Linked DNA regions of Solanum lycopersicum: region 1 is linked to region 2. The links are chromatin contacts, called in public promoter capture Hi-C maps. All regions are on one chromosome and are shown on one strand. The core of a region is the stretch at or near the end of the contact, and the rest is flanking DNA. Distances in the headings are between cores, read along the strand shown. Region 1 holds the start of LOC101247358 (cytochrome b561 and DOMON domain-containing protein At3g07570). Region 2 holds the start of LOC101246463 (auxilin-related protein 2).

What was found. Promoter capture Hi-C pulls out the DNA fragments that hold promoters and counts their contacts.
Region 1: a contact with region 2 is called in a promoter capture Hi-C map of leaf, with 4 times the contacts expected there. The contact joins the promoter of LOC101247358 here to the promoter of LOC101246463 in region 2. A contact is called at or near these places in 1 of 1 promoter capture datasets (leaf) and 5 of 8 Hi-C or Micro-C datasets (leaf and leaf mesophyll).

The regions. Positions count from the first base shown.
Region 1 is chr9:18,530,623-18,534,062 of SLM_r2.1, reverse strand. It overlaps LOC101247358 (cytochrome b561 and DOMON domain-containing protein At3g07570), which reads right to left and starts at 2,089. Exons shown (of 4, transcript XM_069289093.1): 1 at 2,025-2,089; 2 at 1,231-1,636. The coding sequence starts at 1,567. It overlaps LOC101246751 (ubiquitin carboxyl-terminal hydrolase 5), which reads right to left. Exons shown (of 13, transcript XM_004246196.5): 13 at 2,929-3,440. The coding sequence ends at 3,306.
Region 2 is chr9:18,356,737-18,359,952 of SLM_r2.1, reverse strand. LOC101246463 (auxilin-related protein 2) reads left to right here and starts at 1,739. Exons shown (of 9, transcript XM_010327422.4): 1 at 1,739-2,447. The coding sequence starts at 1,939.

The DNA of each region.
Region 1 (3,440 bases), core at 840-3,339, 170 kb before region 2:
GTTAAGACAACTGGTTGGGTCTTAACCCATCCAATTTAATTTAATTAATCTCAATAATTTGATATTGATATTTAACTTTTATAATCACAATTTGAATTTTCATTCAATATTTTTTTGTTACAAAAGTAACAAATTGATAGATAAATCTTAAAAGATGTTAAATAGATAATAATTCACACTTTCAATATGGAAACACATCTTAATAAAAAGTTTTTAAACGGGTTGAAATTGGAGATTAAATTGGGCTCAATTGAAAAAAAATTTCAAATGGGTTAAGCTTAAGTGAGTTGATATTGAAACAAATTTAAATTACTTTGAATCCAACTCTTACCATTCTGAATGGATTACACGAATTACCTATGTTTGAATTTATTTTTTACATAGGTGTAGTTAGTAGGAGTGGTTGATGAAGTAGCTGGTTAGGTGGAGATAAACTACTACTACTTAAACTGCTTTCCCTCGAAAATGACATTACAGAGCACAAAACGCGTTCATCACTTGCCGTGGGCCCCGCACTGATTTCATGTAATGAATTAATACATTGACTGACCAATTACACTCCGTGGAGTCAAGAATTTAATGAGCATTCCAGAAAAAAGAAAAAAAAGATATTACTAGTAATATTTGAACACATATATTTTCGGGAGGCATTTAAAATAACTGGACTGCAACATTTTATTTTATTAAAGAGTGTCTAAATTTATTATTTAATTACTTTATATATTATTTAACTTATAAATATAATATTATTTTCAATGAAAAGTGTCCAATCAGACACTCTCTTTATAGGATAGCTACGGCCCTGAATACTCTAATGGTTTTCTCTAATTGGTACTTTTCACAAAACTAAACTTAATCATAAAACCTGTATATGTAATTGAATGAATATGCTAATCAGTCTAACAGTTTGGTCTAAAAAAATTTCTATTATTAATAATTTAATTCTTAAAATATTGATACTGCTAATAATTAGATCTAAAAATATCCACATTATTATTTACAAAATGCCTTAAAAGAAGTTGGAATTATGGAATCAAAGATAAACAAAAGAAGAGTTTTTGAATTTATCTACCCGTCCTTTTATGCTAATTAATTTAGGAGTATATTACTACTGATCATTAGGGATGTTAAAATTATAGGTAATCTGTCTGATTCATTCAGAATTTTTATTTTTTGAATTTGGCTCAAGATTATATAAATAGGGTTCAATCACAATAAATACATACATACCTGAGTTATAATCAAAGAAGGTGGAGATATGTGCGCGATGTTGTGACAACTGATAATTGATGGGTGATGGTAGGCGTCCGTTAGGCCCGAGGGAGTAAATAAGTCGATTTGTGGGTGTTACTGCGGTGCTCAATTGAAAAGCCATATAAATCCTTGAATTTTCAGCTATAATAGAAGATGTCATATTCACCAATTGAAGATTCCCTTCATCTGGTACAACTTGTGCCGATGATTGTCCACCTAGATAATACCTTTTCATGGTGGAAGACCCATCGTTGCTTATCCATCCAACAATTGCACTTGAACCTACCATTTTACCATCTTTTGAAAAACCCATCCCTATGAATGAATTGCTATTTGGTGCTGATAAGAGGAAACTCCATACTTTTGTATCCGTCTGCAAATACTGCAATCATATTAAAATAAATGAAATTAGTATATATATATATATATATAGGAGTAAATGTATCAAACATTCTACCTCTACTTACTCTCAGGATATAACCTTGTTCATCCCATACAGAAACACAATGAAATGAAGAAGTATCAAACAGAGGTTTGTTTTTTAGGTTAAGATTTGAAGTACATGAATCTTCACTATTAACTTCCAACAATAACAACAACAACAACAACAACCACAACAAAAAAAAAAGCTTCATCTCTCTTCGCTTTACTAATAATGATGAGAATCCAAATTTATCATATCATACTAGTTGACCTTCCACTATAATATTCTGCTAACAGTTGGCTACCAACTTTATTATTTATCTATATCCAAAACTAACATGGCTTACCACTTTGTAGGTAAAGAAAGATTCAGAGGTTACAAGGATCAAACTTGCAAAGTCCAGGGACCAAACGTGCAATTATCCCTATGCCAGCACCAATAGTAATGAATACTTTGTTGCGTTATTGCGTTGCCCTACCAATAACAATATTCACTCCATTCCTAATTATTTGTCCACTTTAAATTAACACATCTATTGAAAAAATAATTATTGATATAGTAAATTTATCATTTTACTTCAATTAATTATAAAGTAGATGAATCAAAAAACTTAGAATTTGCAAAATTTAACCTTTTTCAAAGTAATTAATTGAGAATATAATAAGTAAAAGAAAATTTATCACATCTTGATTTGTCAAAATGTACTAGTAATTATGGAGGAGTATTTCTTTTCTTTTCCATATGGCTTTTGATATGTTTAACTTTGAACCAAGGTCTAATTAAATACTCCTTCCATAAAGAATGACATATTTCTTTTTGACATGTTTAAGATCACAAGATTAAAGGACAATTTCATAACTTTAATTTAAAACCACATGATCAAAAATTTTCTTTAACTTCGTACCAAGTTAAACTAAATCATTCTTGGTGAAACAGAGAAAAATATAATTTTTCTATCTTCACAAGGTAAAGTAACACTACCCTTCCAAAATCCTCTGAAGGAATTAGAGAAGAAGTGAAATTTAAACTCAACATAAACAACTTCATGTGATTATGATAAAAGATTGTATAAAATCACGTCCAAGTAAACTTATAATATGATAGTCAAAAAGGAAAAAAAACAATTTCAGCAATATCAATTAAAAGGATAATTTCACTCACATTTTAACTTATTACACCAGGATCAAAAATAATTTCTGTGTAAAGAAAAGCTCGTCCAATTTATCATGAAATTACTGAACTACTTCATGTGACAAATGAATTTTGCTTATATGTCATTGAAAACGACTCATTTATTCTTATAATGTTTAGTCAAAGTTGAGTACTCGATTAATTGTTTTGATGGAATAAAAGATAAGAATAACCCACAACTAAACAAAAGGGAAATAAAAGAACAATTTTTACAACTGGTTTCAGCTTTTCCTTAATTTTTTTGCCCCACTTTGTTACTTTAATGTTTCTTCCTCCTTCCCTCTTAGGATTGGTATTCTTGGCTGATCATCACCCGCACACATATTTTACTTTGCAAAACGGCTGACACCCTAAACTTCATTCCTTCCTAGTAAGTATTTTTCACTAAATTAATACATTGATTTGTACAAGAGAGCTGATTACATGGTGCGAGAGACTACTTCCGCGATGAGATGCTTTGTTGACCTGCTGAAGACACTGTTCCATTACTTACAGAATGGTCATGATCTGTTTTTACCCTCCGATAGAAAAGCACATAAGCAGCAGCAGACTTCACATCTTCTTCATTAAT
Region 2 (3,216 bases), core at 490-2,989:
ATATTGAGAAAGATTCTTGGGATGTGATCAATTATAGGAATTGCACCTATTAGTAAATAGCTAGATATTAGTGAGTACACTAGACTATAGTGGAGGTAAACTTTCTCTCGAATAACTTGCCAAGAATCAAGTGATTTCTCTTGAACATCAACAAGCATTCAAAATAAGAGCAACCCACACCTTCTCGAGAAATGAATATATGGGATTGAGTTTAGGATTCACTCTCTCGAGCTGAATTAGGGTCAACCCAATACCCACAAACCATTAATCAATAATTTTTGTTCTAAAACCTCTCTCTCTAGCAAGCCAAGAACACAACATAGAACGACATTTCGAACTGCATTCCTTAAATTAAACAACAATTAATGATTCAACTCACTTCTAAATAGCATTTAAACTAAAAATTAGCAATACCTATAAACTAAATCAGCTCATAATCACATAATAACACCCCATGATTTGGGTTTTTAGCTAGATATTATAAAAAGATAAAAATCGTTACCAAATTGATTATTTATCAACTGGATAAAAGTGATTTCTCCCTTACAATGCTCCACTTCAAAGATTTTCAAGACCTACTTCCAAAATCTCAAAACTGAATTTCTTCTATCTTTCAAAGTTTAGGAAAACTAGAGAAAACTCTCTCCAAATGCTAAAAAATTCCAAAAAAAATGTTCTCCATAGTAATTGATGAAAAGATTCAATAATCGATACGAACTAGATGTTCAAAAATATATTTATAGTCACAAAAAATGTGTTGCAAAGAGTCACTCGGCGAAGTAAGTTGGGCTCGCCGAACCACTCGGAGAGTTGCCCTTTGGTATCTTCCATCGGCCATTTGCCTTGGTACTCAGCATCCTCAAGGTCTGTAACTTTGAGCGATCTAACATTGCACCGCGGAACTACTCGATCATTTGCCAACTGCTTCTTTCTCTCGCCGATTTAGTTTTATTCCTCTGGGCTTGGCACACCAGAACATTAGGCGGTCAGATGTGCCACTCGGTGTGATCTTGGTGATCCTCAAGCTTGTCCATCTTTATTTCTTCAGCCTGTTTTGTTTGTATTTGTTTGTTAACGTCCTTGATTTGTTCCTCAATCCTTATTCCTGAAGATTAAGGATTTAACATCAGTTATTTGCACAAAATAAGCATTTGATGACACCATATAAAATAAGCTCTAAATTAGTCCAAATCTCGAACTCATCATATTGGCGAGGATTTCATTAATTAGAGCGTGTGAGTTGCCAATTCTTGGTGGGCCTCATATTGTGAAGTTTATTGAAATTCTATTGTTTCTCTTTTTTAAAACTTCTAGAGTCGCTCTATTAGTAATTTTCCTTATTAGAGTCATGAGTATTCTTTCATTACATCACTAATAGCTTATTGTCAAAAATTGTGTATTGTTTTGGCAATGTGTTGTTGAATACTCAGATAGTGAAAAAATAGATAGAAATAAAAATAGGAGAAACTCTATCCAATTTTAGATAGAATATCGATGAGGCTTGCTTAGACTAGCTCCTAAAACACCGATCATGGTCATAAATTTTGAATCGTGACATCTTCATCATGACATAAAGTAAAAGTTAACATAAACAACTAACGTAACATATATTTTTTTAGGTAAATATACAAATATAGATAGAACAGATTCGACGATAAAGTAAAAAGCAGTAGTTAGGAAAAGATTTGGTAAAAAAATAGTCTTGTATTTTGGAGAGAGTATAAATTTTAGGAAAGATGAAGGGTGTTTCCATGAGTGAAATAAAAGAAAGAAATGAAAGAGAGGAGAGAGGGGAAAAAGGGAAGCACAGGGCCGGAGGTGGAGGAAGAGGAAGAGACATAGCAAGAAGAAGCAAGACAGATAGAACCCTAACCAAGTCAGATCCATCCGGCGGCAATTGGCCTGTTTTGAAGGGCAGTATCAGATCTATATTAACCAATGGATGACCTCGATGTGTTAGCTCGAGACTTGGGTTTTCGGCACGCAGGAAAATCCGCACCAATGAGATCCGACATCCGATCAACTTCTTCTTCTGATCCTGATCCTATGTTATTCAACGTCTTCGGTGGCCCTCCTAAATACACCAAAACCAATAACTCTGCCGATTACAATTATGATTCTATTTTCGTATCCGCCAAGAACAATAACAACAATGATGATAACATCAAGACCTCCTCCTTCCCTGTCAATGACAAGCCAGTGTACGACGACGATATATTTGACGGCTTACCGGGAGTAAAGAGCAAAGCCCTATCTTCTTCATCTACACTAAGATTTGAGGACGATGTCTTTGCTACAATGACTTCTCCACCTCAACAAAACATTCATTTTGATGATCTCTTGGGGAATTTGGGGAGGAATGAGAAGGTGGCCCAACCAAAGAGCAGTGTTGGTTCCACAGAGTTCGATGATTTACTAGCTGGCTTTGGAACTGGCACCAGTAGCAGGTATTTTCTCATATCTGATTGTATAGTTGGTGTAATTAGAAATTAATAACAAATGTGATCTTGCTGTTCTACCTAAGTTCTGTATTTAAGTGGAGCAACATGGTGGTTGGCCTGGTCATGAACAAAAACAGAATTTCATTCAGTTGCATGAAATATATTTGCAAGCACTTCTTATGAAAATCTTACTAGGCTGGAGATCAGTGGTTCAAAATTTGATTATTTGAATTTCTTGCTTGATATCATAGAATTTGAAATCTATATGGGCCCGTTAATGTGTAGAACTTAGTATACTCCTCAGAGTTATTAAATGTATTGTTGATATACTAGAGCTATTAGATGAAATTAGCAATGTGTTCCTAATTCAAGTGACGCATCTAAGGATTTGCATAGATAAACATGTACTAGAGAGTATTGATTATGACTCATCTATTGAGTATTGGTTGGCCCAGTGATTTGGGCTTGGGGATTCCATGTTGGAGGTCTCAAGTTCGAAACCCCTTGCCAACGAAAGCAAGGGGTTTGCCTTCTGGGTCGAGCTCGTTGCACTGGGCTTGCCTAGTGTGGGTTACTTATCCTATGTAGTTTGCGAGCTATTACATAGGAGCAGTGGTTTTATCCTGTGCGCAATCAAAGGGTAGTGACTGCGGGTTTTCCTTGTCCAAAAAAAAAGAAGAAGAGAATATTAATTATGCAATGATGATTGTGTGTATACTGCCTGCTTATTATGATTGGCAGTTTGAAAATGGTTTTGTATCTTATCTACTTATTG